Regions from separate parts of the Anas platyrhynchos genome. Here region 2 is linked to region 1. Evidence: chromatin contacts called from public Hi-C data. All regions are on one chromosome and are shown on one strand. Each heading gives the region's core, a stretch centred on a gene start, on an enhancer-like site or on the middle of the called end of the contact. The rest is flanking DNA. Distances are from core to core; before and after follow the strand shown.

What was found. Hi-C and Micro-C count contacts between places; a contact is called where the count stands out from the background.
Region 2: a contact with region 1 is called in a Hi-C map of small yellow follicle, with 2.4 times the contacts expected there. The contact joins the promoter of KANK3 here to the enhancer-like site in region 1. A contact is called at or near these places in 3 of 8 Hi-C or Micro-C datasets (liver, small yellow follicle and subcutaneous adipose tissue).

Annotation. Positions count from the first base shown.
Region 1 is chr29:4,000,781-4,008,750 of IASCAAS_PekinDuck_T2T, forward strand. The region is part of intron 3 of MARCHF2 (membrane associated ring-CH-type finger 2); the gene reads right to left. Among named protein-coding and RNA genes, the nearest start is that of MARCHF2, 21 kb to the right of the region's middle. Within about 2 kb of position 2,646, at least 5 of the 8 cell types and tissues checked have an H3K27ac peak or open chromatin away from gene starts, as enhancers often do. A contact at or near this core is called in small yellow follicle and subcutaneous adipose tissue, where this site is marked.
Region 2 is chr29:4,081,614-4,089,583 of IASCAAS_PekinDuck_T2T, forward strand. KANK3 (KN motif and ankyrin repeat domains 3) reads left to right here and starts at 5,125. Exons shown (of 11, transcript XM_038169092.2): 1 at 5,125-5,252.

The DNA of each region.
Region 1 (7,970 bases), core at 1,396-3,895:
ATAAGAGTAACAATAGAGCAAATTGGTATTTTATTGAATCTTACTCTATTTATATTCTTCGTAACCTTTGAAGCTCCCCCTTTCTCCCCAAGACAGGAGCCAAACATGTAAAGGCAGGAAGCAAATTAATTTCCTTTTGAAGTAGTTGATTTACTCAGCCAATGTGCACTGACAATAAAAAAAAAGAATACAATAAGGCACCCTAAGGGCGCAGGGTTTCTGGCATAGCAGCAGCTTAATGCACATGGGACTTAAAATAAACCTTGTAAACAATCCAAAAAGTGGTCAGATTAAACAATTTTTGTAGGGAAAACTGTCAAGTAAACATGGGAAAGCAACAAAAGCACAACTTGATCTTCTTCCAGGCCAAGTCCAAAACCAATTGCCTCCGTGCTGCAAACAAGTGTGAGCCTGGAGGCAGAGAGCCTGACCTGGCCGCTCTGCCCGCTTCGGCTATGAGCTGGCTCCCAGGACACCCCGCTGGGAACAAGCACCCTGCTTGCACGACAAGAGGTCCTTCCTGCTGCACACACGTTTTTTGTCCTCCAGCACAATCCTGGGGCTTTCTCAGCTGTTTTTTTCTACTGGGATCAGCAGGGCTGTGGAGCAGAGCATGATTCTTGGACTCACAGCGGGGCTGTGCAATGATGAGTCTCTGATTTTTGGGTGCTCCAGTGCCCACGAAACTAGACTAAGCACCAGGTGATGGAAGGCAGGAGAAGGAGGGCGCATAGAAAAAGGCACCAGCGTTACAGCAGCTGCTCTGGAAGCCAACGGCAGAGCTCACGGTGTATCAGAGCAGTCTTCCAGACAGCCCATCCCAGCCCAGAGAGCTGGGTGACATCCTGTCACCTAGGAGCAGGGGCAGGGGCTGATTAAGGAGCGTCCCAGCGGGTGCTCGGGTCTCTCCCTGCCCTGCAGCTGGGCTACCTGCTCCGGAGAGCACCGGTCACAGCCGCAGTAACCTGCTGCCTGTTCCAGCCATCGCTGCCACCACAAACAGGAATCATTTGGCTGCACGGAGCCACATGTGTACAAAACATCCCGCGTCCTTCCCATCCACCACCGTTAACCTGTGGCTGCTCGGGTGCCTGTTCCTTTCATCGCTGACCTGCTGCATGGCTATGTCAGGCAGGAACGAAAAGCACGACCTGGATTCACAGGAGCACGACCAGCGCTGTCCTGCCCCGAGAATCGCACTGATCCGAAAACCACAGCTCCAGCAGAGGGACTGTCCCATCCCTTCCCTGCAGGTCCGTGTTTAACAACTGAAACTCCTCACAAGCCACCTGTGCAGCCCAGCAGGACGGTCCTGCTCCTGTTCCCAAGGCGAGGAACCTTTTCTGATGGAGCAGCCAAAGGTCCGGGAGCTGAGGCCAGAAATGCCCCCGGCCCTGTACATGGGGCGGTCAAGTGCCACGGAACAGCCGACCCTCCTCAGCCTTTTTTCCCTACTGCACAGCCGGATACTATTGATGCCCCACAAACCTCCAAAAGCTGAATCTCTTCTCAGAGGGGCCTGAGATCCCCTTCTCCACACCCTCAGCCCAGCTCCAGCTGCAGGGAAAAACAGGGCAGGGAACAGGAGTGGCATGCACGGCACTGCAGGAGCACACGGGACAGGAACCAATTCCAGCCCTCAGCGCTCCTCGAGAAAAGGGCCACGCAACCATTCTGCAGAGCTGCAGCTCACCGGGACTCCTCCTTACATACCAGTGTGTGCTTCTGTGGTTTGCCACCACGGGAAATGCCACGCCACAAAATGCACAGCTATGGGATCACGGCACCGCCAGCAGCTGCACCCCAGAGGAGCCCCGCTCCTAGGGATCCCCAGAGCACAAACAGGGCTGGACAACGCAGTGAAGGCAGAGATGTAAGAAAGATGCCAGTGTCGGTAACTGCCAAGAGAGCAGGGATGAAAATTCCTAGCTTTGGCCTCAAAGAGGCCACTCTGGGTCCAGCAGAGCAATGCCAGGGAGCGCACTGAGAAACACCAAGAGGATCGAGGGTGGGAGCTGGGAAAGAACATCTCCAGACAGCACATGCAAGCAAAGAGATGAAGGAAAACATGAGAGAGGAACAAGACTCAGCTGAAGCCGAGTGATTTGTTTTATTTTTACTAGGTGCTGGAGTCTAACATCAGCTTGCACTGAGAAAGGAGAGAGACCACAGCAACAAGTTGGGGAAGGGGACAGAGGAACGTGGAGGAGATGGAGAACGGTGCAGTGAGTTCAGCAGAGGAGTTCGAGGAAAGCAAAGAAAAAAGCCTGTCTGTGAGGAAGATAAGGCTGGAGGAAGGGTGGGGAGAGCTCACGTCACATCTCACTTCTCTGAACTGGAGGAGGGGCAGCGACCGCTGCGCTGGGCACCGTGCCCAAAAGCAAAATTTCTTTTCCTAGTTATAGAAGGAATTTCTTTTCCTAGTTATAGAAGCAGGGCTAATAGGAACATCACCACTGCTCCCTGCAAACCTCATCCTGCTTGTAACAGACATATTGCATCTGCACCTCTCACAGCTACAGGAGACTTGTGAGAGGAGCAGAAAGACTGCATGTGGCAGACCCAGGGAGGTGTCCTGGGCTACAGCACAACCCCCACAGCCCAACAAATGCCTCTGAGAACGTGTACCAAGCTTTGCAGACAGTGGTTGTGTAAGGAAAGCACAACTTCCAAACGAGACAAAACAAAATTCACTGACCTATATAAAGCATCCAGCTTAAGCAAGCCAAAAGCATTAGCAATCAGTGAAAAACAAATGTCTTTAATCGAAATTGCCTAATAGAACACAAACAGTAGGAACAGCAACAAAAAAAACACTTGTCAGTCTCCCGTGGTGGATAACACACTTGGAAAGAACTGTTTTGCAGAAGCACAGGGACAGGCAGATATTACCAACGCTGGCATTTTGAAATAAAGCACAGTGACACACACATTGCAGGAAAACACCAGCTCTGAAGACATGGATGGGGAATTCTCTTGAGGCTCCACCATGAGACCTGCCTGCAAGGACAGAAACACGGGGAGTGGTTAAGCTGCTCAGCGGTGACAATATGGAACAGTCCTTGCCTGATTCACCAGAGAGGTGTTTTTTGTAATTAGCGAGCTGTCTCATATAAGTTTTGCTTTAGCAATGGTATTAAAGGCTTAGAGAGGCATTATGAAGAAGTCATGCATAACACTCATTAGCTTTTTGCTACCAGGTCTTTTTGCTACTTTTATACGTTGGCTTTCAACATCCCGGAAATTTTAGCAAAGCCAGAGCTTTGGCCCCAGCACCAAAAACACACGTCCACTCGCAACCGAGCCCTGTCATCCTGTTCCTCTCCCTGGGACTTAAATGATGTGTGGACAGAAACGCATCCTTCCTCTTTAACGCGGGCTGACGTGTTGCTGGGATTAAACGGCTGCTGCTCCGACACCTCCCCGAGCTGCCAGCCCCGGCCATTTCCGTGCAGAGAGCTCGCCGTGCACACAGGGGTTGTCCAGCAGAAGGGATGAGGCTGAGGAGGCAGCACGGGGAGATGAGAGATGGGACTCGAGGGTCAGTGCCACGGCAAAATACACATGGCAAAGAACCCATGGAAAGGAAATACTTCTGCTGATAACCTGAGAAAACAAAGAGGGAACAGTCTGAAAACAAAATCAGGCCAGAAGGGCTCAGGAACAGGGACTGACCAGGAGACATGCAGAAGGGCAGCGCTCGCTTGTGGCCACAGAAACAAAGCCACGGCATCACCTTTGATGATGCTTTCTAGAAATGCATGACGCATCAAATCCAGCACCAAATATCCCAATCCATGCAGTCCTGCCCCAAATCCTAGAGGACAAACAATCTTCAGCAGAGAGAGCACCTTGCAAGAGAGAACTGGTTTGTGATGGATTGAACCGCAAACCAAAGAAAGGGGTTTATGTGAACAGGAGAATGCTACGAGGTGGGACACACACCCCTGTACAACCAGCTGCCTGAAACAGCACTTCTCTTGGCTCTGTCTAGAGCCAGAAAAAAGCAGGCACCTCCAGACAAGCTGACCCACCCTAACCTAGGTTTCTAAGGAGGCAGGAATGAACTGGTCACAAGAGGCATTTCCTTCTCTCCAGAGACTATAGGATTCTAAAGAATAAAACGGGGATTTGGCAAATTTAAGGTGGACAAAGCTAGGGCAAATAAACCCAACCTTGCCTGGAGGATTGCGTGACCATCCATGGCCTGGGGGAAAGCTGTTTAGAATGAAGCAGTGCTACACTTCCAAAGGGCTGTGCTCCTCCTTCCAAAACGCTCTGGACACCAGAGATATGGGTATCTTCAGAAGATGACTCCTTTCTGTGTCTAACCTCTGAAAAAAAAAAAAAGCAGAAACTACCTGTTCCAGGAAAGCTGCATGCACTGCAACTTGCAGTTTGAATGCTTCACCGGAACCCCTGCTGCTGAAGCCTTCCAAGAAGCACACACACAGCCTGCTCAGGACTTCACACCCGTGTCAGCCCCGCTCGCTAGCCTCACAGATTTAGGTCATTTCCCTGCAGACACACAGATGCACATCAAATTAACGTTAACGTAGGGATGCTAAGTACTGGCAAGCCGTCTCTCTCCAAGGCTCTGCAGTCTCATTGCCTGCTGGGGACATGCTCCTCATACGACAAACCTGGTCTGCAACCCTCTCGTGCCAGAGGGCGTTTCAAAGAGCCAGGCAGGAGCTGTCCCAGCCCCGTGCAGCCCAGGCACCAGCTGGCAGCACCCCGCACTGCTGGCTGCCCACCCTTCCTACGCACCCAGGGCTGCTGTTCGACTCCCCATCTTCACCCACAGCACCTCATGCGTGCTCCCAAAAAAGCATTCAGCCCAGTAGTCTGACAGCAGAGCAGTCAACAAAAGTCTTCTGTGCTTTTTTCAGCTTTCCACTAGCTTCTTAGTTAAAAAATAACTGAATGAGGCTGAACTGCAGGAGGTTTCCTCCCCGCACCCACGGGCCAGCCCATGGCTGCCAGAGCTGGCTCAGGGCTCTGACAAGTCCCCCACTGCTGGAGGAGAGATCAGGCATGCTGGCAGCAAACACTGTTACTATTTTAAGATTGAACAGCCTACAACATAAATAAATGGCTAGTTAAAGAAAATAAAAATCCGATTCTATTAAAAAATTATCTTTAATCCACGCTGAGCAAGGTTGCTGTCTTTCCTCTCAAAAGGAGGCTGCAAAATTAAATTACTGGTTGTGAAGTGCTCAGCTGTCACAGCAACAAGTGCCCCAAAGAAGCCCACTGGGAAATAAATAATTGTATTGAGAGCAGGGACAGAAGAGCTCAAGGCTCAACACAGCGGGACAAACAAAGTTGGCCAGTGTGCATCTTCTGCCCCCGTGCTGATCCTGGAAAGCGCAGCCTGCGACCACACAGAGACCACACCGCAACGCAGGCTTACCAGAGAACTGAATTAAAAGCTAAGGCAACTTTGATTGTGGCTTTTCCTGACTTCCAAGAACTTCCTGCAGCTTCTGCAGAAGCATTTCGACTCAGCCGTGCAGCCTCCCCACAGCTTTCGGTAAAATGCTTCCTCCAGCCCCCAGTCAGCTGGGGCTCCCTCCTGAGAGCCCTTCAGACCGGCTCTCCCCCCAGCCCTGCTCTGCACCCCATTTATCCTCTGCTCAGCAATCCCTGCTTTGACTTCCCAGCCCTTTAGCAGGCGAAGGAGAGGCTTCACTTGCTCGGCCACACGGGACCGTCCCTTTCCCATCACCAGCTCCTCGCCTGAGCACGCAGCCACTTTCCCAGCACCCAGGGCCCAGCCCAGGCCCACAGCAGCCCCACAAGATGCCCAGGGCTGGGCCAGAGCCCTGAGAGCCACGGCGGGGGCTTGGTGAGCAGCAGGGATGGGGCAGACCCCAGGGGAAGCTTTGCTCCAGGGCTGGAGACTCCAAGCTCTCCGTCTGTCCCAGGGCTGAGGCTCTCACGGCGTGACGGGGGTGCTCCTTGGCACGTGCCAGCCGGTTTCACTCAGGGAGCAGCAGGTTCTCAGCACAGCTGCTGACCACGCTCACACGCCAGCATCACTTCCCCGAAAGTTTCAAAACGCTCCCTACCCCCCAGCAACATCAGCCGGGAGGGGAGAATCGCTCAGATAAGGCAACGGAGGGAAGCGTGTCATTTGGGAGTGACTAAGCGGCCTCTTTCCCTGGCCCTCTTCTGAGAACCAGATGAACAATTTGGGGCTGAAACTTCCCAAAATGATTTGGTGACGAGTTTCAGTCCGAGCTGCCAAGGGGATGAGGTTACGCCAGGCTGCAGACAGAGGGTATTAATGGGAAGTGTTGGCAAACAGGCAGAGCGGTTACGGGCTGTTTCAGAAGGGCTCTGCACGAAGAGGAAAAAGAAAAAAAAAATTAAAACTGCACTGCAGGGCAATTTCCCTGGGCTCCAGGGGCAGGGATCAGTGCGTTTGTGTTGTACAGTGTGGTACAGCCAAAATATGAGGTCTTGCCAGCCAGGTGAGCAATTTTGGGAAGTTCTAGAGCAGGCTGCCACCTCCAGATTAATTAAAGTGGGCTACAGCTGCTCTGTGAGTCAGAGAAAAAGCTCGGTGCCAACAAACCACAGGCCAGGGACTGGCTTGGGGGCCGTATGATGATGGCAAGCTGCAGTTGGGCTCTGCTCAGGGCAGGGATTGCCCTCAGGTAGGTAACGGGTGACTTCTCAGCCAGCCTCTGAGCCCCCGAGGCGCTCAGGGCACCCCACACAGCCTGCTCCCCGGCACAGCAGGGCAGATCGTCCCCTCCTCTGTGCTCCCTGACTCTCCCCAGGTCTGAGAAGTAACAAATCCTCGGCTTCTCAACCCCTGTGGCAGCTGTCAAGCGGTCAGGAGTGGCTGGAGGCTCTGTTCCTGCCTGTAACCGGCAGCATTTCTCCTGCATTACGACCACGAAATGCTGCCTCGCCATGCACTCAGCGCTCACTGCCTCATGCTCCTCGCACAGTGCTCGCTGGTCACAGCTTGCAGGGACCAATCGCAGATTTCAAGAGGAATTAAAACCTCTTCACCCAGCCTGGGGCTCAGTGGACCCGTGGGCGCTGCTGGCACCATCACAGCTCACTCCGGGGGCACAGGGGTCAGTGGCAGAGGAGAAACTCCTCCGGCACATACCTCTCTTTTGCCTTTTATTCAAATGTGCAGTTTTCCAAGCCTGTACTAGTTATGAGGTGCTACAGCATCTGTGAGCTATGTCTAAATGCACTTCCACATGTTTGTTTCTGGCCCTGAATACTTTAGTAGCTCTTAAGCTAAAACATCTGAAACCCACACTCAAAATTTTGGCCGGTGTAAGCCCAAACCAGCTCACTGGTACTGGGCTTGCCTGCAGCACGTCCTCAAGGCCCTTCCCAAATGTTTTGGCCCTTGCCAAGTGCTCTAAAGCATTGGTTTTCAACCTCTGAAACAGTCATTTCAAAGGTTTTGGTCAGAGACGTTTTATGTGTTTCAGCAGCTGGGAGCAAAGTGATAAGGCTCAGCCAGTCCTACCCACTGCTGTAATGCTCTTTCACAAATTGCTTTTCTAAAGACATGATTCAGTTTAGCACCGTGGTCTAAAGCCACCTCCTGCATGGGGCTGCCCTGTCAATGACAGTCAGCGGGCCACTAAGCAGTCATCATTAAAACCGAGCATCAGTTTTGCAAAATGCAGCTCGAATGCTTCTCCAGCCGGGGGGGCTTTTGCCCTGCCAGCTCTCCAGGCACCCAGAGGAGATAAAAACGTGGGAAGGAGAGCACAGCTTCCAGAGCGAGGTGGGATGGGAACATAATTCCTCTGGAATTAATGGGAATGGGACCAGATATGGGAAAAGCAATTCATCAGTGCAGTGGTGACTCGGTTTTAATCTGGATGGTGGAGCAGGGGAAAAGACAGAGTGGGCTACGAGCACAGTCAGAAACCAGCATTAACCTCTGGCACTTCTGGTGGCAGGCACTGACAAATCTCCGGTCG
Region 2 (7,970 bases), core at 3,875-6,374, 83 kb after region 1:
AAGGTGGGGATTTAGAGAGCAGAAAGCAAACGGCTGAGGTGCTCCCGGGAGGAGGACGCGGGCTCCAGCACAGCCCACGGAGGGGAAGCAGTGAGAAGCCCCAGAGTGTTGGCTCCGCTCCGCCGTGGCGGACTCAATGGCCCGATTGTGCGCCAGGAACAGATGCACCGCTCCAGGCAGCCGCACAGAAAGGCTTTTTGCTGCCCTCAATGGCAGAGCTGTGCGGTCCCGCAGGGAAGGTCCCGCTCGCTGCCCCGGCCCTCGCCAGATGCCTGGCGGTCGGGGACCCGCCAGCAGCGGGGCGCGGGGCGCAAAGGGTGCTCTGTGTGTGAGCGCTGCTGGAAATGTCAAAAGCAAGGCGGGTGCCGCGAGCCCCAGGGCTCTGCGAGGCCACGGCGTGCGGGGGGAAGTGGGGCTGGGACAGGGGTGATGGGGAGCTGGAAACGGCTGGAAATAATTCCCAGTGCAGAGACTGAGAGACGTCTTTGTCAGTGGTGGTGGTGGAGCAGAAGGGCATCCGCTGGGAAGGATGTTCCCTTTGCCCCAGGGATGCTTTCCTGGGTGTTAAAGGCCAGAGAGCCAAGAAGAAGAAGCTTTTGGGGGCTGTTTTGTCCTCCCGGTGCACACCCATCCGGATCCTGCTCTGCAGGGTGAAGGGAAACATGCGGGTACGGCTCAACCTGTGTCACCTGCCCCGGCTGAGGTGGGGACACCAATGTCCCCCTGCAGGGCAGCATCTTCCCTTCCTGCTCACCACATGCACAAGCCATGTGAGAGAGACACAAGCCACGCACAAGCAAGACAGGAGGGCAGCAAGACAACAGCTTGGCCCTCTCCTTGTGGGTGCTGCTGCTCTGAGCACCCTGGGGCTCCTGCTCCTTGCTGGCAGCACCTACCTGCTGCCAGCCCTGCCGAGATGGGGGGCAAGGACGGCCACTGTCCCCAGGCTGGAGACAGGGAGCTGCCACAGGGAGGTCAGCAGGAAAGCCAGGAGACAGAGCAAACAGGTATGGAGGTACAACCTAGAGGCTCCAGAAGAAATAAAATAAAATAAAATAAAATAAAATAAAATAAAATAAAATAAAATAAAATAAAATAAAATAAAATAAAATAAAATAAAATAAAATAAAATAAAATATTTAAAGATCAGTTTTTAAGGAGTGCTGCGTTTAAGCGACTGGCACAACTTTTCAAAGCAGCTCCGGCTGCAGATCCTACATGCACAGCCCGACCTGAGTGCCCAGAAAGCCCTGGCCCAGGAAGCACCCCGCTCCCCCGACTGCTGGGGTGCATTTAGGGCTGTGCAGCATCAGGAAGGTGCCAGCCACTGGGGCCAGTCCCTGCGGTGCTGTCAGTGGAGCTGGCCTCTGGCCAAAGCAAATCCCAGCCGCAGAAAATCTGCACAACACTTTCCTCAGCCCTGATAAGGCTGGGCTGGAAACAGACACAAGAAAAAAGCCGCCCCGGCCATCCCCCACACCAGGAGTGCTAAATATTGTCCGAGATAAAAGCCTGCAGCCGCTGTGCCACACAGGCAAGGAACATCACCTGCAGGCGGCCAGATCAGAGGGGACACAGGAGAGGGGACGCAGGGACAAGGGGACCCTGCACCTGGGGATGGGAGGGCGCACAGGGTAACGGGGTGGGACGTGGGAGGGGGTGACATGGAGCAGGAGGTGCACAGACAGCGGGTGACATTGCACGTGGCCTGTCCTTCAAGCATCCGCCACGGTGGCACTAAATCAGGCTGGAGGGTGTCCCCGAGGAGGTGACAGGGAAGTGGAGACGTCGGTGCGTGAGATGATAAATGGGGACTGACACCGCGGCTGGGTGCAGCTTCCCCTCCACCATCAGCCCCCTCCCTGCCAGCGGTGGGCCCGGGGTGGGCGTCCTGCAGCCCCCAACCAAATGCCCCCCACCCTCCAGGTGTCCCCAGGCAGCCCCCCCAGTAGCTGTGGAGGCTGCTCCGGCTCCGTTTTTGGGCTGTTTGTTTTGCTCTGCTGCTTCTACAATGTCCCAGGGAGGAAGGATCCGAGCAGAGATGCAAGGAGAGGAAATCGGCTTCCTGCCTGCTCGCAGACCTGCAGGCAGAAAACAAGGACATCCTGCCACGGCCAGCGGGACGGCCGAGCCTCCTGGCAGGGCGGCGTGCTGGGCTGGTTTATTTACGCTGGTTTATTTAGGCGTTCACCTCGCTTTCCTACGGAGGAAGCAGCAGCCAGCCCTGCTCCAGGGGTCCCCGGGGGTCCCGCTCCGGGTGCGGCCAGGCGAGCCCATTTGGGGGGCCACACAAGGGGCAACGGAGCTGGGAACGGGGCTCGGGCAGGCGCAGCGGAGCTGGAGCAAGCAGAGATTAACTCAGTCTGCCAGGAAATGGCTCAAACGCAGCCGAGTGGCTGCTTTTCCAGGTGCTCCCTGAGCATGCACGGCTCTCCCTGCCCCGGGCCGGCACTGGCAGCAGCCCCCAGCACGGCCAGGAGGGCTTTGGGAGCTGCTGCCCCGGATGGGACAGAGCCGTGGAAGCCTGGCCGAGCTCTGCAGGTTTCTGTTACACCGACCCTGCTTGGTTTCTGTGCTAAGTCCTAGGGATGTGCACTCAGCCTGTCCTGGCAGTTTGCAGCGATTTCCAGGTCCTGGTTGTGGTCTGCGACAGAGAAACGCCCCATCACGCTGCTGCGCATCGCAACGCATGCACACGTGTGTGCATCCCCCAACTGACCCCAGGGACTGGGAGCATCGGGGTTGTCCTGATAGGGAAACCGAGGCATGGGCACATGTACAGCCACAGCCAGGGCTGGCGGGGAGCAGAGGATGGGGGTTCACAAGGAAAAGCCATTTTCTGAGGCCCTCTTTTGGGGCCTCAGAAAAAAAAAAAAAAAAAAAAAAAAAAAAAAAAAAAAATTCAATTCTTTTATTTAAATTTAAATTCTTAAATTCTTTAAGAAATATATTTTTTTATTTAAATTTAAATTCTTTTTTTAAAAAAATCTTTTTTAAATGTTTTTGTTGAACTGAAGACTCATCGGGTCATGGAGCTTCTTGCTCAGATGGCTGCTTCTGGGAGGCCCAGGGCTGCTCTCCCCGGCCAGTGCCAAGGTTTGGGACTGGAAGAGCCGTGCAGGACCCTGCCACGATGCCATGAAACTCTGCAGAGCCTCAGACAGCTCAGCTGCCACATTCCAGTCTCATAACATTTTGTTGTTGTTTTGTTTTGTTTTTTTGTTGTTTTTTCTTTTGGCAAAACTGCCCTTGTAACAGCAACAAAAGCCCAGCCAGCCCTCCTTGCAGTGCCGTGGCTGTGGCTTTACCCCCACGAGGCCCAGCCGGGGAAGCCAGCAGCGCCCTTTGCCTCCAAGCACGGGTTCGGATGCTGCTGCCCGGGGCCAGCAGCCCAGCCAGGCGGGTGCCACCACTCGGACCGGTCCTGGCTCAGGCTGCCACAGCCCCGAGGGGAAGCCTGCAGGAAAACCTCCTCCATCTGACTGCCCAGACCCAGCACTTTCCCCGTGCCGCCTCCCAGAAGCATTTGTGATTTGTGGTTAAAGCCGTGGCCGGCCCTTGGGACGTCTCTGTCTGCGTTCTTGCATTGGAGCTCTGCATAAACCACAAATGTTAGAAACAAGCACCATCCCTCGGGGCTGACTGCCCTTGGACACCAGAGCTCAAAGCCAGGAGCTCGCACTGACAGCGGAGGGCATCTTGGGCAAAGGCTGCTCTTGAGTTTTGTCCTCAAAATGTCTTTGAGCTACCACAGCTCTGCGCTCCAGCAACAAATTCGGGCAGCCCAGGTCTTCATGCCCTGTGAGACCATGGGGCTGTAAGAGGCCTTCCTGCTCTTCTCACAGCTCTGCTGGGGTGGCACCAGCTCACAAGGCTTGGAGAAGCAGGAAGACCTCGCTTTCCCAATCTCTTTTTTCCACAACTTTCCCTCTTTTTTTTTTTTTTTTTTTTTTTTTTTCTTGTTATATTCGCAAGGAGGAAACAAGAAAAGTTTAGCGATGGGTGAAATTCTTGACAGATGTCCAAGAGCAGGAGCAAGGGACCTGGACACGGAGCCGTGCAGCCAGGGGGTGGGCGCTGGCTGGTTTTGACTCATTGCTGGGTTTCACCTTCCCAGATCTTGATGGAGAAGGAAAGCTGCAGGGGGACGGAGGACCTAATGATTTCTTTGTTGAGCAGTCACTGAATCATCAGGAGCGGTGCTATTTTAGACCTGCTTTGGGTACAGAATGAGGGCATGAAATCACGCAGCTCATTACCACAGGATGCCGGAGAGGCCAAGTATGTAAATGGACTGGAGAGGGCTGGTGTCTGTCGGGAGAGGTAGAGCCATTAGGGCTATTAAGGTATTTCCGTCCGGATGCAAACCTTTTGTCAGGAAGTCCCCAAGCTGCCAGCTGGGAGGGATGTCGGGAAGCATGTCTTGTTTCTCCTGCTCTTCCCGTGAGCAGCATGACGGAAGAGCCGGCCGTGGAAAAATACCCAGGGGTTCAGCAGCTGGGGACGGATCCTGCTGGAAAGGAAAAAGAAACACGAAATCGGTGCTGAGGGACTCAGCAGGCGAATCTAGGCTGTAGCAGAGAGCGAGGGCAGGCTTCATGGCACGAAGCTGCCGAGGGTCCCTGCGGGATGGAGAACGGGCCCAGACCTCGCCAGCGTGCAAAGCAGGCGGGGAAGAAATCTGGCAGGAAAAGGAGCCGAGCAGCCTAAAAAACGAGACGAAGGCTGCCAGCCCCCCGGCACAGCTGGGCCTGGGGAGCTCGGCCAGGGCAAGCAGCACGGGGGGGGGGTCCCCAATTCTGGGGGGGGGGTGGGAGCCGGGCAGGGAGAGCCCCCCAGCCCCAGCTGCGTGCGCTCGGGGCACCCCTCGTCCCCCGGGGTGCAAAGAGCGAGGGTCCCCCAAACTGAGGAGGGGGAGGCGAGGGTGGGGGGCACCCAGCTTCGTGACCCCACCGGGACCGGGGGGCACCTCGGGGGGGTCCCGCTGGCGTCGAGGCGGGGAGCGGGATCCCGTCGGGGCGGTGCCGGGGGCGGTGCCGGGCGGTGGCGGCGGCGGCCGGTGCCAGTCCCGGGTCGGGCCGGGGGCGATCCCCGCCCGCCGCCGCCCCGCCCCGGCCCCGCCGCCGGCCCGCCCTCGGCCCTCGGCCCCGCGGCTGCGGCGGGGCAACGCTGCGAGCCCGGAGCCGCCGGGCCCGGGAGCACGGCCCCGCTCGGAGGGGCTCGGGAGCAGCCCGGAGGTCCGGCACGGCTCGGTACGGCCCGGCACGGCACGGCTCGGCCCGCCGAGGTGAGGGGCGGTGGGCCCGGGAGCGGCTCCGGCGGCGGGACGGGGCCCACCCAAGGGTTGCTGCAGCCCCAAAGGAGCCCCCGGGGGTGTCGGGGGGGCTCCGGGCATCCCGGTAGGGAGAGAGACGGAGCGGGGCTGGAGCGGGGGCTGCGCTCCGTCGGGGCCGGGCCGGGCCGGCCAACGGCGGCTGGAGGGGAGGGGGGGTCCCGGGGGGATCTGGGGGGGTCCCGGGTTTGGGGGGGCTGCGGGGAGGGGAGGGCCCGGGGGGATCCGGGAGGGTCCCGGGATGGGAGGCTGCGGGCACCCCGTGGTGCTGGGGGTACCCCGTGGTGCTGGGGGGCTGCAGGCACCCCATGGTGCTGGGGACCCAGGGACCCATGGGTGCCGTGGGGTTCCTCAGGTGCTGCAGGCACACGGGGCTCGGGGTGCTCCCAGCTGGGGAGGGCGAGGCCAGGGCTCAGCCCTCGCACGCATTTGGGGAAGCCGCCGTCCCCTGCCCATGCCTGAGCGCCCACCCAGCGTGGATTCAGCCTCCCTGCCACGGGACGGGCACAGGCTGTCGGGGTTTGTTGTCCACCCCGTGCATCGTCACCGTCCCCGAAAAATTTGGAAGGTGGTGGTGGAAAATGCTGGTGGGCTGCCGTGCGGGTGCAGGAACAGCGTTAGGTGTTTTGTAGCAGAGCTGTAGGAGCCCTGTAGGTGCAGTGGGGTACCCAGAGCCATTCCCCAGGCGAGCCAACCGTGCACCCGCTGTCCGGGCACTGTGTGAGCTCGGGGAGGTCCCAGCATCGCTGCAGCGGGTGGGAGCCCGAGTAGCTCCCTGGCCTCCAAACCGGCCGACCCAGGCAATGGTGACGACAGCTCCAGAAAGAAGAGCCCAGCCCTCAAATCAGGCTGTGGGGAAGACCAAACTTTTCTCCCCTCCCTCCGTCCCTGTGTCAGTGCAGGCACACCCACCCCGTGCGTGGCCAAGGACCTGCTGCAGCCCCGGATGGTCCAGGCACGGGCTGCCCCGTCTGTCCCATCCAGCTGGGGCAGAGGCATTGAGGGGAAGGGGCGATGAGCACCCAAACCCCCCTGGTTGTGCCCAGCCCACCACATTGGCGGTGGCATCGCAGGTGATGTGTCCCTGTGACAGCCAGCTCGGGGCTGTGACGGCTCCGTGCGAGGATCCCAAATCCCAGCAGGTCGCTGGCAGCTCCAGCCCTCTCGCTGCGGAGGAAGCCGCCTGCTTGCTCAGTGGTTTCCCTTTAACTTTGGAACAGCCTCAGCCCGGGGCTTCAGGGCTTATCGCCCGTGCGCAGCTTCAAGGGAAACGTGCCTCGCGAAGATAAATCAAGTCGCACTGGCCGGGGCTGCTCTGGACTCTGTTCTTCTCACATTCCTCATGACCTCAGTGTTTTGGCTCGGAGGACGGCCAGGGAGCGCCGTCAGCATGTCCAGCCCTGGGCGGTCGCCTCGCTCCAGCCCCGTGGATCGTGGGGCTGGGGGAGCAGCCCCGCTGCGCCCCTCGCTAGGGGATGCGGTGCAGAGGTGGCCAAAGCTTAAAAATCGCTCGCCCACTGGCCCTGGGCTTTGGCACTGGAGGAGCATCGCCCCTTGGACGAGGCCAGCGGCTCACAGTGGGTTGGGCTCAGCCTGGGGTGCGGTGCTGGGTGGTCCTGAGCCAGGATTCCTCTCCAGGCCTGGAAGGCAGATTCAGCTCCAGTGGCTGTGTGGGCGCAGCTCAGCATCCAGCTTGGCTCCTGGGCCTCTCACCTGCTGTGGGATTTTATTGTACTCGAGCTGAGGAGCTCCACTTTGGCCCAAAGTTCCTTGTGTGGGCATCAGTACGACAGCAAGGGGATAAAACAAGTGTGGGACCAGCGCGGAGCACGGTCCCGGCTCTGCAGGGACAACTCAGTCCTTGTCCATCCCCGTCTTGCTTAAGAGCCTCCCCAGCAGCACTGCAGCTTGTGCCAACCAGCTTTTGTGCGGAGATGCCAGGGCCAGAAATGATGCTTTAACTTCTTCCGAAGGGAGCTGGGATGGCACAGGGGCCTCCCATCCCCGGGACCGGTGCTTTGAGCACAGCACCAGGTCCTGGCACGTCTCCTCCTGGGCACAGGGGTGCCCGCTGGCTCGGCAGGGCTGTGGAGGCACCCGGCAGCACCCAGCCCGGTGTCCAGGGGAGCAGCCGAGGCTGCCAAAACCCAGCCTTCTGCAACAAAGCCACCGACACGGTCCTCCCCGCCCTGGCTTGAGCAGAGATGGAGAGCGGCTGCTCTTTGAACTGGTGCCGCGGTGCTGGCGGCCGCAGGGACAAGGCTGGCTTTGTGTGGCCGAGCCCAGCAGGTGACAGCTGGGACGTGGGGACTTAACCCTCTCGCCGCTGCTGCGTGTCAGCTCCTCTTCTCGAGCCTCCAGAGCTCAACTTTGGCCTGATGCTCTCCTCTCCTCCCCTCCCAGCCCTGGGTCACTGGCGTGGAGGGGACGGCCAAAAGGCAGCGAGTGCCACAGAGCAGGGGCACCGTTGCCACGAGCTTTATGGGACGTGTCACGGTGCCCAGCCCTTGCAGCCCCCTGCAGAGCAGAGCTGAGCACGGCGGTGCTGAGCGCGGTGGCTTTTCCTGGCTTGGCCCCAGGCAGGACAATTCCCGGTCGCGCAGCGGAAGGGAGCTGCCGGGCCGCTTCCCCGAGGAAA